3 separate regions of the Mus musculus genome follow, and all the other regions are linked to region 2. Evidence: chromatin contacts called from public HiChIP or PLAC-seq data. All regions are on one chromosome and are shown on one strand. The core of a region is the stretch at or near the end of the contact, and the rest is flanking DNA. Distances in the headings are between cores, read along the strand shown. Region 1 has its middle 19 kb from the start of Gm40232. Region 2 overlaps Rnf220 (ring finger protein 220). Region 3 overlaps Eri3 (exoribonuclease 3).

Region 1 (4,785 bases), core at 175-2,674, 500 kb before region 2:
GTCTGCCTGCAGAGGTCAGAAGATGGTCTTGGATCCCCTGGAACTGGACTTACAGAAGGTGAGCCACCATTTAGGTTCTGAGCACAGAACAAGTGACCTTAACTACTGAGTCCAGCACCCCGACTCAAATTTTTTATTCACTATTTTTAGAATTCTAATGTAAAACAGAAGTTGAAAAAAAATCTTATTTTTTTTGTCAAGCCTAACTATTTATGTCAGACATATCTTATTTTATAGAATACGTCTATCTATATATGCACAAACCTCCAAATTTAAAAATGAGAACATTCTGTTTCCAGCCCCTTACAAATTCTCTTTTTCTTTCTTTCTCCACCATCCTCGTGTGTGAGTTGACTCTATCCTTGCCATGATTTCTCTCAAGAATTCCAGGACCAGGGCAGGCATGTGAGGTTCTGTAATTTCAGCACTGGGAGGTAGAGGCGAGAGGATCAGGACTTCAGAGTCATCCTGGGCTACATTGTGAATTTGAGGCTAGCCTGGGGTATATGAGGTTGTGTCACACAAATAAAAAAAATTTTCAATAAGGAAAAAAAAAGAGAACTTTGGATCAAGCAATTCCTGACCAATACGCAAACACGAAATTGCTTCATTCCCCAAAGGATTCGTATAAGAACTGATAGAATCAGAGTCAGATTCAGAGGGGACCCTGGAGCAGAACCCACCACCCAGCTGGAGCTGCAAGAAACTCCATGTGAGATGGCAAAAATATTTACACAAGGCATCTGTCACTCTAAGCCAAACATGTCTCCATGGATAACAGACACGTTGTCCCAGGTGTATCTCATCAGAAGGCAGGGAAAAGTTTCAGAGCAGCCCTGCTCCACCCAGACAGCTCTGGAACAACTCAAGTGCCTGTCAGCGATAGAGTGGGCAGGTTTTTAAAAAACATTTATTGTCTGTTTGTTTCCTTGCTTATTTATGTATTTTGTGTGTAGGTCAGAGGACAATTTGCAGGAATCATTTCTTTCTTTCCACCTTGGAACTCCCTGGGAGCAAACTCAAGTCACCAGGCTTGGAGACAGGCACCTTTGCCAGATGAGTCATCTCAATGCCCCTTGCATTCATTCATTCATTCTTTTATGTGTATTAGAATTTTGCCTGCACGTATGTCTGTACACCACTTGCATACCTGGTGCCCTCAGAGACCAGAAGAGGGAGTCATATTCCTTGGAACTGAAACTACAGATGGTTCTTAGCCACTATGGAGGTGCTGGGAATGAAACTTGGAGCCTCTGGAAGAACATTTAGTGTGTATAACCCCCAAGCCATCTCTCCAGTCCTCTTTCAAATTTTTAATTAAATTATATCTGTGGTACTAGAGATGGAACGGAGGGCCTCGTGCCTGTGAACAGGCAGCCTAGCTCAGGTTGGCAGTCTCCCAAGGTCAAGTATACTCTGAGGCTTTGGCTCTGAAACAGAACGGGTGGGGCTGGGTGGGGCTCTGTGGGAAGAGTGCTTATCTAGTATTCTAGCTTGGTTTTCTGTTCCTGAGATAAACAGCTTGGGGGAAGAAGGGATTTCAAAGCTGGAACCCGGAAGCAGGGGGCTGAGTAAAACCTTGAAGGCCACTGCATTCTGGCCTTCTTCCTCTGGCATGGTTAGATACCCAACTCCCATTCCCAGGCAGTTGGATGTGGCGGTTAAGACAGGTGTCACTATGTACCCCTAGCTGGCCTGGAACTTTCTGTATAGATCAAGCTGGCCTCAAACCCACAGAGATCCTGCCTCTGCCCCCAAGTACTGGATTAAGCATGTGGGTCACCACCGCAGCACAACTACCTCCCTTACACAGACCAGGCCCACCTGTCTAGGGATAGCACTGCCCATAGTGGACTGGGCCCTCTTGCATAACTAGCAATCAAGAAAATGCCCCACAGACATGTCCACAAGACAATCTGATAGAGGCAATTCCTCAAAGGAGGGTCCCTCTTCCCCCTTGTGCCACATTGAGAAACAAGACTGGCCATCACACTTAGCACGCACAAAGCCCTGCATAAAACCAGGCATGGTGGCAAATATGCACACTCAGCCCACCCGAGTCACAGCAGGGGGGGATCAAGAATTCAAGGCCGTCCTCTGTTACTTAAGGTCCGAGGCAGCCCTGGTCACTGGATATCCTATCTCAAAACCATGAAAGCTACAAACGAAAAGATAAGAGAGAAATGCTATCTTTTGTTTCTACATACTCTGTACTTTGAATGGAAAGATCCCGCCTTTAATCCCAGCACTTGGGAGGCAGAGTTCTCAGAACTCCCAGAACTCAAATCTCTGAGTTCAAGGCCAGCCTGGTCTACAGAGTGAGTTCCAGGATAGCCAGGGATAACCAGGGAGAAACCTTGTCTCAAAATAACTAACTAACTAACTAAATAAATAAATAAATGAAAGAAAGAAGTGAAGACACTAAAAAGTGGCACTACCAGGCACAGGAGAGAGCCTGCTAGAATGCTGGGATTGTTCCTATCTGGATCCGGGTGACGGCAGGACTGACTTGTATGTTTAATTGCATTTAAATTATGCCCTAATAAAAATTTTTTTTAGAAAACCAAAAACCTCGAACAGTTGGCAATTATTCAGAGTAATGTCAGTGACAGCTGCCAATTATGCTGACTGATGTCTTTAGGGACAGCCCTGTCTTTTTCCGATGTTCACTTGACACTGCAGTGTCCTCATGGAAATACCATTGTCCTGGTTTCCTTTCTGTTGCTGAGATGAAAACACTCTGGCTGAAAGCAGCTTAGAAGAGGAAAGCATTTATTTGGCTTACATGTCCCATCACAGTCCACCATAGAGGGAAGTTGGGACAGAAATTATAGAGGGAACTCAAAGCAAAGGCCAGGGGGATGCTATTTGCAGGTCCAGCCACTCTCAAGCTCGTGGGCTAGCTCTCCTATGCATCCTAGTACCACCTGCTTAGGAACGGTGCCACCCACAGTGGGCCAGGCCCTATTGCATCAATTAATATCAATTTAACCCCAACCAGCCAATCTGATCTAGATAATCCTTAAACCAAGGGTTTCCTCTTGGATGACTCTAGGCTGTGCCAAATTGACAGTTAAAGCTCATTAGGACAACACATTTTCCTCTAAAAAATTTTAACCCGGGGGGCTGGAGCTCAGTGGTTAAGAGCACTGACTGCTCTTCCAGAGGACCTGAGTTTGATTCTCAGCACCCACGTGGTGGCTAGGAACTGTCTGTAACTCCAGTTCCAGGAGCGCGAACTCCTAGTCTTCATAAGCACTGCACACATGTGGTACATAGATACCTGTGCGGGCAAAACACTGCATACATAAAATAAACATCAAAAAATCAAAACATTAAGCCAAAATTTTATAGAATCATATATATGATTAGTCCATAAGTGCAATGGTGTATATATATATATTATATGTATATGGCTAGATAGCCCCAAAAGTTATAAAGTAAAACTGATGAAGAGGAAAGCAGTTGGAGAGTAGGTAGGGATGGGCATCTTATCTTTAATCGCAGCACTCAGGAGGCAGAGGCAGGAGGGTTTCTGAATCTGAGGCCAACATTATCTGTATTAGAGAGATCCTGTTTTTTTGTTTTTTTAGCTTGATTTTTAAAAAAGAATTATTTACATTATGTATATGAGTATTGTAGCTGTCGTCAGACACACCAGAAGAGGGCATCAGAGCCCATTACAGATGGTTGTGAGCCACCATGTCTTTGCTGGGAATTGAACTCAGGACCTCTGGCAGAGCAGTCAGTGCTCTTAACCACTGAGCCACCTTTCCAGCACCTTGATATTTTTAAAAATTGGATATTTTCTTTATTTACATTTCAAATGTTTTCCCCTTTTCAGGTCTTACCTTCAGAAACCCCTTATCCCTTCCCCTTTCCCTCTGCCTCTCTGAGGGTGCTCCCCCCACCCACCCACTCCGGTCTTCCCACCCTGGTATTCCCCTACACTGAGGCATTGCACACCCTCATGCCCAAGGGCCGCTCCTCCCACTGGTGTCCAACAAGGCCGTCCTCTGCCACATATACGGCGAGACCTGTTTTTTAAAATAACAATTTATACACATAATTTATAAAAACAAACCAAGGGCATGAAGGCAGCTCATCACGTGAGGGTGCCTGTCATCAGCCTGACTGTCAGAGTGTGACTCCAGGGACTCACGCGGCAGGAGGAGAGAACTGACCTCCACAAGTTATTCTCTGATCTGTACATCACACACACGCACGCACGCACGTGTACATGCACACTGAAATAACAAAATGAAACATTGGGACAGAGTATGAGTTCTGGCTTGCTGGGATTTAACCCAAGGTCAAATACAGCAATAAAATAATTACATGCTTTTTAATTAAAATTCTATTTATTTTTGTGTAAGGGTCACTCAGGGAGGTCAGAGACCAACTTGTAGGAGCAGATTCTCTTCTATGTGGGTTCTGTATTGAACTCAGATTGTCGGGCTCTGCAGAAGTGTCTCTGCCCACTGAGCCACCTTGCTGACCCTCATTCTCTTTCATTATTAGTTACAATATTATACCTATTTATCTATATACAGGGCCTCATTATGTAGCTATGGCTGTCCTGAAACATCCTATATAGATCAGGCTGGCCTCAGACTCACAGAGATCTTTCTGCTTCTACCTCGTGAATGCTCAGAATGAAACCATCTCTCCAGTTTATCTATTTACTTGTGTGTGTGTGTGTGTGTGTGTGTGTGTGTGTGTGTGTCCAGATCAGAATACAATTTAGGGGAGCCAGTTCTCTCCTTTCATGTGAATTCCAGGGTT
Region 2 (4,478 bases), core at 1,237-3,736:
CTAGACCTCACTGCAGATGGGACTGGGTCTAAAGCATCTGCATGTTTTCTTTCCGTGGCCTGGGCCTCCTCATCACTTGGTAGTCTTGGGGTACTTTGATTTCTCACGTGGCAGCTTAGGTCTCCAAAACAAAATGTTCTAGTCAACAAGATGGAACACTGAGGGGAGTGTGCAGCTAAAGATCAAAGAGTCTTTCTCTACCGCTGAGCTCCAGCCTGGCCTTAGAAGTCACTTAGTGTCACTTGTAGTACTCCATTGATCGAGGCATTGTGAACCCACTCAGATTCTAGGTGAGACAACCTGTATCCCTTTTGATGGGACAAGTGGCTAGATGGCATTCTAAGAGAGCACGTGGGATAGAGACAGGGCATTACCATTCTTAGAAACCACCACATGCCCCACAGAGAACAGCCCTCCATTCCTACCTATTGCTCATTTCAAGTCACCAGACCTGACTCGATTCAATGCACCATGGTCCCAAAATGTCCTCTGTCCTGGAAAACTCGGTGTAAGAAAGGATTGGGGGTGGATGAGGATAGAGACTGCTACACCAGAGGTGTGTGAGGCCCCAAACCCATGAGAGCAAAGGCGGCTTCCTAAGGGAGGGGTTTTGAAGGAAGTACTAGTCACCTATTGGCAAATCACCCCAAAACTTAATGGCTTAAGACATGTATTGGGGTCAGTGAGAAGACTTAGCAGGTAAGGCCTTAGCCACACCAGCTGTAGGACCTCAGCTTCACCCCCAGTACCCAGAGAAAGGTGGAAGGAGGAGTTGCCTTCTGACCTACACACGTACACACACAATGAAAAAAAAAAAAAACCTGTCTATTTCTATGGGTCACCAGTTCCAGAACAACACAGCTATGATATCTTGAGGAGCTGTGGCTTCTAGCTCTGCTTCTCTCCTGAGGCTAGAGAGAAGAATGTCACCAAAGGCTGCAGTCATCCGATGTCTGACGGGACTGCAGGGTGTTTCTAGATCGCTTGCTTCCATGAGCTGTAAGCAGGAAACCTGAGCTTTGGAGAAACCTGAGTTTCTCCAAAGGCAGCTGTGATTCCCCAAGTCAGTCTGACTGCCCACAGCGTGTGACCCGAGAAAGAGACCTGGGGAAGCCACAGTACCTTCCCCTAAAGTCTACACACTAGCTCTACTACTCTAAACGCTGCTAGGCCCAGGTCGATGCTGGGTGTGGCAGTGCATACCTGCAATTCCAGAGGCAGAGGCAGGAAGACCTGGAACTAGAGGTCAGCCTGCGCTGCGGAGTGAGCTACATAGTGAGACCAGATCTTTAGATAGGAAGAAAGGAAGGCAGAGAGGAAAAGAGGCAGGAAGAACCGGTTAGAGAGAGGGACAGAGGAGTGAGGGAGGAAGGAAGGAAGGAAGGAAGGAAGGGAGGGAGGGAGGGAGGGAGGGAGGAAATCACCGAGCATAGCTCATACTCCTATAGTTTTGGTTGTGAGCCTAGCCTTCATTAGCTGACCCATCTTTCCAATCCAGCCCAGCCCATACTCAAGGGAGGAGAATTATGCTCTAAAAGCTCTCATTCTTAAAGACAAGAGTATCCAAAGAACCTGTGGGCACACTTTAAAAGCCCCACAGAAGCTATAGTATGGTAATAATAATGAACTGCATGGAAATTCACTATCTCACAAGAGCTATTCTTCACATAGCTATGTGATGGTCATGCACTGCTTAATGATGGATGTATGTGCTAAGAAATGCATCCTTAGACATTTTTTGATCATGTGAGTACCATAGAGTGTACTTAAACTACACTGCCACTAGGCAATGTAACCTCACGGGACAACTTTCAGATATGTAGCCAGCCCGTTGCTAATTGTGATGTGTGACTATAGCTATAACTCCCATTTTATAGATGAGGAAACCGAGGCACAGCCACGTTAAGTGACTTCTCTAAGGTTGCCCACTTGGCAATAAACATAAGGTTTGTCTCTAGCAGTTTTGACACCAGCGCTCTGCTCTTCGCCTCCCCTCCCCCATCACTTACACACCGTGGGGGATTGACCTGTCAGGGGCAGAAAGTGAAAGAAACAGCTTGCAGGCTGTACCAGGATTTCTGGGTAATTTGCTTCCAATGAAGAGAACCTCAACCAAGAACAGAAAACGCAGGGACTTGCGGAGCGCATTTGGGCACTGTGCCTGCCCCGCTGAAATGTTCTTTTTGCCTCCTGGGCAAGGACCCCCGCCCCAGCCCGCACCACCCAGGCCATCTCCCTCGCCTTTTCCGTTCTATCCCTGCTCGTGACCCTGCATAAATCCCTCATCATCCACGTTTCTCAGAGCACCCACACCTCGCGGCTGTGGGCTCACGTCCGGGCCTATTCCTGCACCCCCTAATGCCCACGCCGCCCTCAGCACGTGCACGCCCTGCGCCCCTGGCACGCCCTCCTCCCCACCGGGTGTCTGACAGCCGGACAGCGGGATCTGCACAGCAAGTGAAATTCCCGTCGGATCGATAAAGCCGAAGCGCTGGCGGCGACGGGTCGATGGTTTTATCTGTCTCGGCCCCGCCGCGCCCGGCGCGCTGACAGTCGGACCGGCCGGCAAAGGCGTTCAAGGGCAGCCGCACCCGCCGCCCCCTCCCCACGCGCGCCCCCTCCCCGCGGCCACTGCGGCCACCGGACTGCGGGCTGGACCGGCCCCGCCGCCGCCCCTGTGATTTATCTGGATTTTTAATTGGAAAAAATTTGCGAATTAATTGATTTCAGGAACTTGCCAATTAACATTGTAATTGGGTGCGTGATAAATTCCCAAGGAGCGTGTCAGCTCCCTCCGGGCTGACGGGCAGCGTGAGCGAGGGTCCCCAGCCTGGTTGCCCTTGCCCCGCCCGGTGCTGGCTCTGGGATGAGCCCGAGGATGGGCAAAGAAGGTTGGGGAAAGACGGAAGCACCTGAGCTCCTGCGCTCCATCCACCCCACCCACATTCCTTCTTCCCACCATCAGTATCCTGAACAGAAGGACGAGTTCACCGATGAGGAAACTGAGGTCGCCCCTTCACCACCCAGGCAAGAGCCCGAAAGTGAGCCTCCTGGATTGGTGACCTGTGACCAAGTCCCCTCCTCCCCAGCTCTCCAGCCCTCTGCTTCCTCCAGGCCGAATTCCTGGCTCCTCTCCCTTTGTTTTCTGTGCTGGCTCCTCCCCTCGTCTCTCAACCTGCCCCAATACCCCTTATCACCCTGCCCTTGCCTCTTTTGCCCTCCCTCTCTTGTCCGCTCCTCAGCCTCGCTCGCCCTGAGCCCTTGGGTGCTGCTGCCAGGCTAGCCTCCCAGGTGGTTCTACTTCTGGAACTTTCTAGATGGAGTTCTTCAACCTTCTGCCTCTAACTGCCCAACAACCTAGGCGGGTCCTGTGTGTGCTATTGCTGTACACCTGGGGGCTCACAAAAGAAGCAAGGACCTTACAGCTCCTACGCAAAGGAGGCTGGGTTTTCACAAACACAGGCTTGACACACATGTATACAGTGCACAAACACTCCATTCCCACACAGCTCAGTGTACACACACACACACACACACACACACCCTGAAAGAAGCCACCTTCCCAGAGGTGAACATTCCCAGGTACCAAGAGCAGCCACATGCCCACAGGAAAAGCAGAGTTCTCAGCAGCTCAACGGGATCCTTTCCCAAGTTCCTGCCACAGCCCTCCTACACCTCACCTGAGTCTGTCTCTCCCCTCCTAGAACCTTACTGAACAAGGGCTCCTTAAATCCAAGGGCTTGGCTACTCAGAACAAAGCATAACTCTGAGTCAAACACAGAGTCAGAAGGGCCTTCCTCCCATGCAAGGACAGCCACTGAAAGTGGGGGATGCAGAAGAGTGGATTAAGACGAAGGAGAAGCCAAAGGACTTACCTAGGGTGCTTACTAGGAGAGAACTGGGATTTGAATGGTTGGGAGTGTGTTAGAGGTAATGTCCACAGTCAGAGAGGAAGCAACAGGTAGGGCTCTGGGTGAGCTGAGGCACCTCTGGATGGCTTCCAGCTAGGGGCTAGATGTGTGTGTATAGAGAGACAGACACGGACATAAATGGGGGCTCAGGATGGCAGGGCTCTGAGACCTCTCTGTGGTCTCAGAGAGGAAGAAACAGCCCTGGGCATGGAACACTCACAGGCTTAGCTGGTAGGACCTGAGCTCAGACATCTCCCCTATGAAAGCTGGCCCCTGGGCCGGGAAACAGCCTCCTCTGGGAGGTGCTTTAAAGGGGCTGGAAAAACATCTAAAGGGAGACTGGGTAGCTCCTAAGGAGAGGCGGGGTGTAGAGATGGCAGTGCCCCCACCCCTACTTAAGCCTTATTTAAGGCCGGCCTCGGTGTTTGGTTGGGTAATGAACTAGATAAACAATTCCCCAAATAGATTAAAACGAAGTGTAACTTACAAAGGCGGCTGGTGATGATGGTTTATTCCCGGGCAGTGCACCATTTCTTTATTTCCAAGGATAATTCAGTGTAAATCACC
Region 3 (4,395 bases), core at 1,529-4,028, 270 kb before region 2:
AGCCCAAGCAGAGGGGAGTTTTGCTTTGGACAACTAAGTTGAGCATTCATTCACACACACATATACCATACACACTGTTCCTAAAAACTCACATATCCACAATTCCCAAGAGCTGTGGTGCATGAGTTAGACCCCACCCCCACCATAACCCCAGTTTGTAGTAAATCCTCCCTCTCCTACTAAATAGGAGAAACACGCCCCGCCCTGCCCCACCCCACCCCACCCCACCCCACCACACCCCCACCATAGAAAGCGCTGTACAGCCTGGTGAGTTTGGCTGCCCTGGTGTCCAAGGAAACAAATACAGCAGCTCCTCACTAACAACGTTAGCTGGGCCCGAAATGAGATTTAACCTGTGACACAACTGTACTTTTCATTTAAACTTTCATTTGGAAAGAAACAGTGTTTGGAGACCTGCAGTTTGTCCTGCTAATAAAGACAAGTGTTGGGACCTTTAAGGATGCCATTCATCTTTGGCTTTTATTAAATTCAATTTTCTTAAGCCTGTGATACATTATGAAATTAGGAGTTGACATTCCTCTGGAAACAAAAATATCTATCAAACATAAATAGGGGAAAACCTCTATTACCAAGAATGTATGGCTTAAAGTTGATCTCTTTCTACTTTTTTACAAGCACACGGTTTGTTTTAGATATGTGAGATGCTATTACAAATCTGGAATTTCATTAGTATTATAAAACAGAACGTGCTTCAGCTCCTGCTCTGACCAGAGCTGTACCAGCTTCCTCAGCAGGCTCTGAAAACCCAGCCTTGAGTCTCCCACTGAAGCTCACTCTGCATTCAGACTCTCCTGCTAGTGCTTCCTTCACTCTAGGGACACAGAGCTAAGGACCAAATTCACCTCACTGAGACTTGTCTCAGCTCCCATGGGAGCAAAAAAGAAAAAGAAAGAAAGAAACCTCCAAGATGCCTAAACCCAAGGCTCAGAGCACGTGAGATCGGCCTGTCAGCCAGGCCTAGTCCTCAAAACTCAAGAGGGACTCACAGGAGTCACATATACACAACATGGCCATATCCTGGAGTCTTTCCTCAGAAGCATCAGGAACTGTAACAACCTGACTGCACAGGACCTAGTTCTCTGAACCGCTGAAATGCAAAGAGGAGCTTATGGCAGAAGACTCTAGAAAGATTCCTAAAAACAAAACAAACAATTGTTTTAAATGGAGCTGGGGAGATGGCTCTCGAAGAAACCCTGAGTTCAGTTCTCATTACTCACACCCATCAGGTGGCTCACAGCCGCTGTCACTAAGTTCTGGGGGATTTGCAGCCTCTGGCCTATAAGTGCACTTGTACTTATATGTACGTACACACTCACACATAAATTACAAATACAAATGTAAAAAGGAAGGCCCTCTGAGGGGTCAGAGCAGAAAGACCTTACAGATAACTTCTTTCCATCCCACACTGTCCAGCAAGCCACACAGCACAGTCATGGAGAAGAACCCAACGCTGCACCCAGCTGCCATACCTATGCATCAGGTGTGCCTGAGCCAAGCCAAACATTTCCTAGACTGTAGACTGTTTTGACTGATAATGGTAAAAGACAACACTCCCACTCCCCACCCCCCACCCCCCACCCCGCCCTGCACAATGCCTCAGGTAGATGGTATCAATTCCGACCCAAAGATCTGTGAAGATGTGTCCAAGTGCTAGCTTTTAGCTCTGGTTGCTCTCAGATAATGACAGCATTATCCCTGCTCCTCTCCTTTTTCACTTGCCCAATTTTCTTATATCCCCCAGAAAGAAGAGGGCTGTTTGGTTGGTTGTCCTCTCAGGAACAGCTGAGTGCTTCTGCTCCAGAGGAAGGAGACCCAGTCTGTATTTATAAGGCCTCTTTCTGGCTTCTAAGAATAGTTCCATAATTCCTTTATCTCCCTATGCCATTCACATTCATAGGGGGCTACTATGTTAGACAGAGTGGAGCTTAAGAGATGAGTAACTTGTGCCTTGGAGAAGTGCTTGAATTAGTAAGTAGACATGACAACTGAGCAAACAATGGACAGTGGAGGGACATACCAAGTGTTAGGCTTTTGTTCTTTGCCATTCATTTTCTTATCTTAAGCTCACTAACCCTGGGAGATGGGTCAAGTCATCAGCACCAGCATCAGATCATAAACCAATACTGATAAGCACCTACTATGTAGAAGACATCCCAAGCACCCAGGCACAGGAGTGAGGCCTGGCACTTCTCTCAGCATGCTCAAGACTCTGGGGAAAGAACAAAAGGAGAAGGTCCCCAGCACTCTCTGCTATGTGGAGAATGCAGTCATCCTGTTCCCTCTGCTTCTTGTTTCTTCTGTAGAGGGTAGACACTCTGCTAAGGGCTAACAGAAATTATCTTAATCCTCTAAACAACTTATTAGGTGGAAATCATTACTGTTAATATTTTACAATAAACAAAGGCTCAAAGATGTGATGGCCCCTTATCAACTATGCTGCTGGTAAAGGACAGAGCTGGGACTCCAAAAAAGGAGGGGGAAAAAGAGACAAGTAGGGCTGACTGTTCTATAGGGAACGCAGCACACTCCTCAATGCCCCAATGGTAGTGTGTGTGGATGGCCTAGACAGAAGTCCTAGAGGAATGTTCTTGAAGAGTCTTCTGAGTTCTGTAGCCAGATCGGTGCCACGAGGCTGAGTTCAGGAAGGGAGAAACCTGAGCCTTCAGTCTGCATCTCCAGCATCTGCCTCTTGGTCCTCCCTTTCTCAACTTCTGTTGTGTGCAAACAGGGAGGAACTGACAAATAGGAGACAGAGCTAGTATCTGTCACCAGGAAGCACTCTGCTTTCTGGGATTTTCCACAGGATCTGGGAGGTGATCTGCCTAAGATGACAAGGTAAATGGTGGCACCAGGCCAGATTCAGAGCACTCCAAGCAATGACTACTAGAGTCATCCATTCTTGTACCTCTGAACAGTTTCCTTCCTCAACTGCTACCAACCACTCAATCCCAGGTTTAGCCAAACTGTCTAGTTTGCCTGGAATCAGAGGTCTCTAGAACACACCACTGCCGGTGCCAAAATTGGAACAGGTACAGGTTACCTTACACCATTCAGCTGTCCGAGGGCAGAGTGAAATAATATAGCTGGTCTGGGGGCGGTGGGGAGGTTGGGAACTGGCCATAACTGACAACTAAGGACAAAAACCTCCAAATGTAGAATTTTCAAAGTATCCAGGTTCTTACCCTGCTATTCTCTCTCTCTCTCTCTCTCTCTCTCTCTCTCTCTCTCTCTCTCTCTCTCTCTCTCTCTCTCTCTCTCTCTCTGTAAAATACCAGCTGCAATTTTTCTCCCAGAAGGGAGAGAAAACAAAGGAAGCACCAAGCAAATATTCATTTGCTTTTTCCTACATAAGCGAGCTAGAACACAGGTTTTAAGATCATTTGATTTAAAACTGATCGACTAGGAGTCTCAGTGGGTCCCTTAATAAACATGACAAGACTGCAATGGTACTTCAAGTGGAAGTTCACCCCCAACTGTTGAAGATCACAGGAAATAAGCCTGTAGGGCTTGTTGTTAGGGTATGGAAACTTCCTTCAACTAAATTATCTGTAGACACTGGGTTATGCTCGAAGACAGTAAGACAACAACAGAAGTCAGTAGCAGAAAGGGCTCAGCAGGCCACTGGGACTGGCAGCAAGGGGGACTACTGACAGTAGTGGTCTATCCCATTTTCCCAAAGCACACGTTCTTCTCACCCTGCGCTAATGTTTCTGTGATCCCATCTGAAATGGGAGACTGAGAAGGTCACTTTCAGATCTGCCTAAGTGAATCTAAGAAAAGCAAACAGATATTTCCTCAACTTAGAGATAATAACAAGTAATCTAGCCCTTCCTTCTATCCCCTGTACGAAAGGATTTGGTCGAAATCCAGAGGCAACCTAACCACAAACAGCAAACATGTAGGGCTTATCCAATGCCTATTAGATCTGGATATAATCTGATACAGCAGTAACCCTTTCTGGGGTGAGTGGGGCGCCTCCTGCTCATCGGGAGGAGTGAGGATGCACCGGGCAGGATTTGCCTAGCAGTGTCTTTGGGGGGGGGGGCATTTTATGCACAAGGAGCTTATTTCTTAAACAAACACTCGTGGTTTTGATTTACACCACAGCCTGCTCCTAAATAATTTATGGCGGGTTAAATTTATTGCCGAGCCCTGGCTGGCTGCAAATTCGAATTGCCAAATAATTAGATTTTAGGGCAAAGCTTATAAATTACCCGTCGATTTGTCCGGACTTGTTTGTCAGTTGCTTTGTGCTTCGGGTCATCTTTGGCATTTGGCTGTTTGGGTTTTAATTGCTGATTTACACTTTGACAGATGAGAGCTGATGCTCGAAGTTTCAGGACAAGCAACGGGGGGAAAACCCAGAGCTTTAAA

The links. HiChIP or PLAC-seq counts read pairs in DNA pulled down with a chosen protein or histone mark.
Region 1: an H3K27ac HiChIP or PLAC-seq map of extraembryonic endoderm stem cells shows a contact between it and region 2, with 10 times the contacts expected there. The contact joins two enhancer-like sites. A contact is called at or near these places in 1 of 39 promoter capture datasets (cranial neural crest) and 3 of 115 datasets of contacts at active chromatin or transcription factors (embryonic stem cells, extraembryonic endoderm stem cells and stem cell-derived neural progenitor cells).
Region 3: a contact with region 2 is called in an H3K27ac HiChIP or PLAC-seq map of extraembryonic endoderm stem cells. The contact joins two enhancer-like sites. A contact is called at or near these places in 6 of 39 promoter capture datasets (the 3T3-L1 cell line, the C10 cell line, the HPC-7 cell line and 3 more), 13 of 115 datasets of contacts at active chromatin or transcription factors (bone marrow-derived macrophages, craniofacial prominence, embryonic basal ganglia and 7 more) and 3 of 9 other capture datasets (adipose tissue, liver and pancreatic islet).

Annotation. Positions count from the first base shown.
Region 1 is chr4:117,803,885-117,808,669 of GRCm38.p6, reverse strand. No RefSeq gene overlaps it. Among named protein-coding and RNA genes, the nearest start is that of Gm40232, 19 kb to the right of the region's middle. Within about 2 kb of position 1,424, at least 19 of the 459 cell types and tissues checked have an H3K27ac peak or open chromatin away from gene starts, as enhancers often do. A contact at or near this core is called in extraembryonic endoderm stem cells, where this site is marked.
Region 2 is chr4:117,302,384-117,306,861 of GRCm38.p6, reverse strand. All of the region lies in intron 3 of Rnf220 (ring finger protein 220), which reads left to right. It overlaps Gm12843 (a long non-coding RNA gene), which reads right to left. Exons shown (of 4, transcript XR_003955258.1): 4 at 1,473-4,478. Among named protein-coding and RNA genes, the nearest start is that of Gm40231, 15 kb to the left of the region's middle. Within about 2 kb of position 2,486, at least 31 of the 459 cell types and tissues checked have an H3K27ac peak or open chromatin away from gene starts, as enhancers often do. A contact at or near this core is called in extraembryonic endoderm stem cells, where this site is marked.
Region 3 is chr4:117,576,259-117,580,653 of GRCm38.p6, reverse strand. The region is part of intron 3 of Eri3 (exoribonuclease 3); the gene reads right to left. Among named protein-coding and RNA genes, the nearest start is that of Eri3, 28 kb to the right of the region's middle. Within about 2 kb of position 2,778, at least 11 of the 459 cell types and tissues checked have an H3K27ac peak or open chromatin away from gene starts, as enhancers often do. A contact at or near this core is called in extraembryonic endoderm stem cells, where this site is marked.